Linked DNA regions of Gossypium hirsutum: region 2 is linked to region 1. A link is a contact called in public Hi-C data. All regions are on one chromosome and are shown on one strand. The core of a region is the stretch at or near the end of the contact, and the rest is flanking DNA. Distances in the headings are between cores, read along the strand shown.

Region 1 (2,852 bases), core at 104-2,603:
CACATAAAATTATCCTGCTACTGCTTAATATATATATATATATGTATAGCAGCAAATTCTTCAGCTCCTCATTCTTTGTTTTCTTTTGCTAATTACATGCTTAGAAGAATCAACAGTACTTAGCAAAGAATTCAAAAGATCTCCCTTTCAAGTTTATATAAGAAACAAGAAAATAAAAATCAATTAAAGCACCCAAAAGTACAATTTGCATTTATGAGGATACTTTAAGTTTCATTTCACGGTTTTATATTTTCTTCTAAAAAAAAATCATCAAACTTTAAGCAATAATCAAAAGAATTTTCGGGTAATAACAAAAATAGGAAACAAACTTCCTTAAAAAAAAAAAACTTTCAACGATGCCAAAAGAAGTAAAACCCAATTCAAGGGTTCCTTCAGAAATATATATATAATTTAATTTTCTCATTGAAGATTCCTACACAGTAATTCCAGGACTAAAGCAGAAAAAAGCTAACCTCATATTCCTTGCTGTTTCACTGTAGAAATCACCATAAAATTGAAAGGCAAGCTACAACTAATATCAAGATTCTGACACTTGAACCAACCAAACAAATAAAAATCTAACCTTTGATGGAGCCAAATCCTACTCCATCCACTATCAACCTTTCCAATTTTTCTTTTTCTTTTTTTTTTTCCAAAATGTGTAAATACTTCTGCAATAAGTTTATATTATTTAAAGTACATGTAAAATTTTAACAACAAACAAGCATAAAATTCAAAAAAAGGAAAAAAAATATACCCAAAAAAGAAAATCTCAAAAAAAGAACCAATTATTTGACAAATTTACGAAGGGCTTAGTACATACAAATTATAGATGATGTTGATGGGTTATCCTGAAAGTATCTACAAAGGAAGTTGCAGGATGGGTCAATTGTCCCATCACTTCCTGCAATAACTTTGCTACAAATTGTTACAGCTGGGATTGAAAAGCCTTACACCCTTCATCCCAAGTTGCTCAACATACACATTACACTCTAATCTGCCATTAATTTCTGCCAATATCATAACAAAGAGAAACTAAATATATTTTATATTAAAAAAACCCCACTTTTTCAGAGGAAAAAATCCCAAAAAAATTAACAAATTTAGATATCAGTAGAGAGATGTCATACTAATACTATAAGCATCCATAATCATTGACTATAAAATCATTACCTTTCTCTTACTTTTTCTTTTTCTTTTTTTTCTTTTCCTCGGTGCTTCTTGTTGGATAGATAGAATAAGAAATTAAGGAAGAAAAAAAAAAGCAAAACAAAGTTTCAATATTTAATTTTATCAACAAGGTTACTCTTTTGGTCTTGTCTTTTCTCTTTTTTTTCTTTTATCTGGGTTTCTCGCCTTATTTTATAGCTTTTAATCTAAAATATATATTTTTAAAATGGGGTATTTTTATTTTGTTAAATTATGTTTTGATCCTTCTACAATATTAAATTTGATATTTAGTCTCTAAATTTTAATTTGATAAGAAAAGATAAAAAGAAAAATTTATATATAGAATTACTAAACAAAAACGAAAAATAATAAAATTTTCATTTATTTTAGAACAAAAAAGTTCAAAAATTTTAACACCTATTCAACATAAAATCAAGTTGCAATTGTAAAAGTAGAAAAATCGTGAAATTAAAGTATGTCAATTTTAAGTATAATAAAGGGATCAAAATTACAATTTGACGCTTTTTTAATTTAATATTACCCTTTTATGAAGCAAAAGGCAAAGACCGAGTAAAGTGGACCTTTTGGGATGCTTAATTTGGGAATCCAACATTGTAAACAGATGTATTTGGTTTATGCCTTTTTATTACATTTAGGGATAAACTAGAAGTGTGACTGTCTAGATACAATGTGCAAGCTGTCATGTAATAATGAAAGAACAAACCAACCATTTTTTGCCACGTAGGCAATAAGTCAAAATTCACGATTCTAGCAAACCACATGCTCCCTGGCCCATGGTTTTAATTATTGCAATTTATTGTGTTTCCACTTTCCACTCTTTCACACACAATTTAATTAGTAAGGTGGACAAGTAAAAAATTATTTTAGGGCGAAAATAAATTTTAATTTTTATGATATTAAAAATATAATTTTTAAAAAATTAAATTAAAATTTTATTATTTTTATAAAATTAAAGTATAATTTTTTAAATTTAAAATTTTAAAGAATTAAAATAAAAAAAAATTATTTTAGAGAAATGGAGACTTGTGCCAACTCCTAAATTCACCCCTAATCATAAGGTTGATGTCCTTGCTTAACTTTTTTTCTTTAAAATATTTCAAAATTCTAGTTTTCTTTTCATTAGAAGTAATAATTGATTAAGTAAATTACATTAATAATCATCCAATTATAAATAATTTTTATTTTTATCACTTAATTATAAAAAAATTATTTGATTAGTAACATTTTGAAAAATAATTTTTTTTCACCTCGGATGTTAAATTCCAACGGAGGCACTCTTTCATTGGTTTAATAACAAAGTTAGTCCCTCAAATCACCACTCATAACCATGGCACCCCTTCCCCACGCGGCGAAGACGTCTACATGGCCAAACTCACTGAGCAAGTCGAGCGCTATGAGGAGATGGTCAAGTTCATAGAGAATGCCGCCTCTGCCATCTCCCACCCCGACGAACTCTCCATCAAGGAACACAACCTCCTCTGTCGCATACAAGAACGTCACCATGCGTCCGTTGCGCCTCATGGAAGATCGTCTCCTCCATCGAGCAGAAAGAGGAAGGTCATGGCAATGCCAACCACGATGTTGTGATCCTCCAGTACATATTCAAGATCGAGGCCGAGTTGTCGGAAGTATGCACTGGAATTTTGAAGCTCCTTGATAAG
Region 2 (2,852 bases), core at 202-2,701, 580 kb after region 1:
CGGAGTAGCAAAAGACGGCAAGCAAAACATGTCGCTGGTGGGAGCTGTTGGCGGTGAAATTAACAACCCCCGTTCCTGAGGTCCAATGACTCATCAAGCTCGCTCGTTCAAGCACAACAACAATGGCAACTCACAAGCCGGTACCGACAACAAAACCGTCGGTCCAAGAAACAATAGCAATAACTTCAGAGGTCAATCAACAATCAGAAATTGGAATTATGAGTTTGCTTTCATTCGAGGGGTTGAGCCAAAGGAAAGGGTTGTTCTTGAGGAAGCTCAACATTGGATCCATGGCAATGACAACAATGAAAGCTACCAACGTTTAACAACAGAAAGATCCGATTTTTTTAATCTCAACTTAATCATTTGATGCCAAGTAAAAATAGATAAATGGAGGAAAAATGGAGCTTTAATCGTGAGGGAGAGGTTTGAACAATAAAAGTTAAAGAGTAATTTTTTTTACTTTTGATTTAATTATAAATAACTTGTTTTTTAGTTTTTCAAGTTGAATTTCAACAAAACCAGCTGCCTACGGTCGAGAATAATATTTATCTATCGTAGTGATTTAAGCTTTATACTACTTACATTAATTATCTTGATAACTCTAATTTTATTAAAATATTTCATCGGACTACTAAGATTCTAAATAGATGAACTTTTCTATAAGTTTTATAAATCGAGTCAATTCAAGTGAATCAAATAAACTTTTTTTAATTAGTTAACCTCCATATAACGTTTTGTGCACAATGATCATGAACTTTAATTTGCGACCCATGACATAAATACTAATATAAGAGAGTAGGTATAATTTAGGTGGCAATTTTTTCAATTAAGCTTTTTTGAAAGTATAAATAGAGAGACTAATTTTTTGCTCAAGCCTGAGTAAAAATACTACAACCCGTCATTGACCCGACCCGACTGCCCATATTAATTTTTTTAATTTTTATTTTTTACATAAAAATTTTAAAAAATATATAATACGTCAAATATGCTAAAAATATTAAAATAAATATTTACTAACAAATGAAAAATAAATTAAAAAATTTTTATACTTAAATAATATTAAATTAAGTGCAATTTAATAAAATAGTAGCAATGGTCCATTTTTTAAATGGCCTTATATTTTACCCAATTAATTTTTCAAACTTATATTTTTATCCAAACTCTTATTTTTCGATCAAACCTTTAGGACGGTCAGAATATCCTATACATGGACAACTCGAGATGATGATGATGATGACGGGGTATAAAATGTGGATACTAAAAAAAACCATACCAATGTTTCATGCTGTGGTCCTAGACCTTGATATATTCATTTGGCTGTTTCATTTGATACTTACTAAAAACAAAATACAATTTTGCTCTTATTTGGCCCCAAAGGAACATAACAAAATTTCAGATAGTGAAAGTGAAAGTGAAATTTATCTTCATCAAGTTTCAACAATATGGGGTTGTTTGCATTGCAGCCTCACAAAATCTTGATTTACTGGTTTCTTGCTGAAGTGATGATAAAAAATCTTCTTCCCTCAAGAAAACGAGACAAATTTCGGATAAAATTGATGGGAATTTGACAAATTTTGATCCATTTGTAATAAATAGCCAATATGTAAATATCTGAAGGCCAATGGAGCTTGGAAATTCGTCTATATGAAAACATTATCCTGCTATTATATGGAACAGAAACCAGAACCAGAAACTTAAGAACCGATGTTTCAGTGATGGGATTAGAGAGGTGTATCCACTGCCATTAAAGTTGCTACAGGTTTGAACTCGTTTAAAAGTAGGTAAAATTCTATGTACAGTTTCTTTTGGTAGCTGTTTAATTCTATGTACATAGGGGTGCTTTTCTAGCACTGAATTTTAGTATGGGAGACGTTTGACTGTTTAATTCTATGTACATAGGGATACTTTTCTAGCACTGAATTTTTGTATGGAAGATGTTTGATATAATGTTTATTTGGACATGGTGATCAATTTTTACTTGGTTAATATTTGCAGTCTTACCTACATTCATTTTAGAGAAGTTGGAAATGGAGAAAAGAATGGCCATGGAGCTGTCGGGGTCATCTGTATCGGGTGCTCGAAATGTTGGACAATCTAGCGAACAAGCTTTGGAAGGAGAGGCAGCCAATAATTATGAGATTGTAAGCTTTGACGATGAGTCCATCGAAAAGTTGAATGGGGCTAGCACTGCAGGGAAAGATTCGAATGGACAGTCCTCAACCGAAGCTAGCATAGTTGAAAGGACTGCAGAATGGGGTATTGCAGTAGAATCAGATGTTGGAGAAGGTAGTTTCAGAGTGATTGGTAAAGTAAAGCCAACTGGAGAAGGAAATCAGAGCAAAAACTCGTTAGGCAAATTTTCAGTGGACTCGACAAGGACATCAGGGGAGTCGGATTATGGATTGGGTCGAGGGGCCTTTCCTAGGGTGTCACAGGAGCTGAAGGATGCTTTAGAAACCCTGCAGCAAACTTTTGCTGTATCTGATGCTACCAAACCAGACTGCCCTATAGTGTATGCTAGCAGCGGATTTTTTGCCATGACTGGTTATTCATCAAAGGAGACCATTGGACGAAACTGGTAAGTTCAAGCTTTTAAATATGTAAAGGGGCAGTAGGGAGCCGTTCTAAAGGAACTGCAATCATTCTGCAGCTCAAAATTATTGCAATTTTCCATTGCTTGTCATACACGATAGTATGGAGCCTTAAACTTGTGTCTGAATTCAATCGGTATAATACGCCATTCCCATTTGAATGGACAATTCTTTCCTTCATTGTGCTATTTGTACCTTGCAAACACCCTTTCCTAGAGCAGGACCAATGAGACATTATGGTTTTCAACTACAATAATT

What was found. Hi-C and Micro-C count contacts between places; a contact is called where the count stands out from the background.
Region 2: a contact with region 1 is called in a Hi-C map of leaf, with 2.2 times the contacts expected there. The contact joins the promoter of LOC107894012 here to the promoter of LOC107894064 in region 1. A contact is called at or near these places in 2 of 34 Hi-C or Micro-C datasets (both in leaf).

The regions. Positions count from the first base shown.
Region 1 is chrA13:13,931,302-13,934,153 of Gossypium_hirsutum_v2.1, forward strand. LOC107894064 (transcription factor SRM1) reads right to left here and starts at 1,354. Exons shown (of 3, transcript XM_016819271.2): 1 at 1,185-1,354. It overlaps LOC121212275 (14-3-3-like protein GF14 omega), which reads left to right and starts at 2,554. Exons shown (of 2, transcript XM_041084725.1): 1 at 2,554-2,748. The coding sequence starts at 2,554.
Region 2 is chrA13:14,513,432-14,516,283 of Gossypium_hirsutum_v2.1, forward strand. It overlaps LOC107894012 (phototropin-2), which reads left to right and starts at 1,452. Exons shown (of 25, transcript XR_005907506.1): 1 at 1,452-1,762; 2 at 1,999-2,581.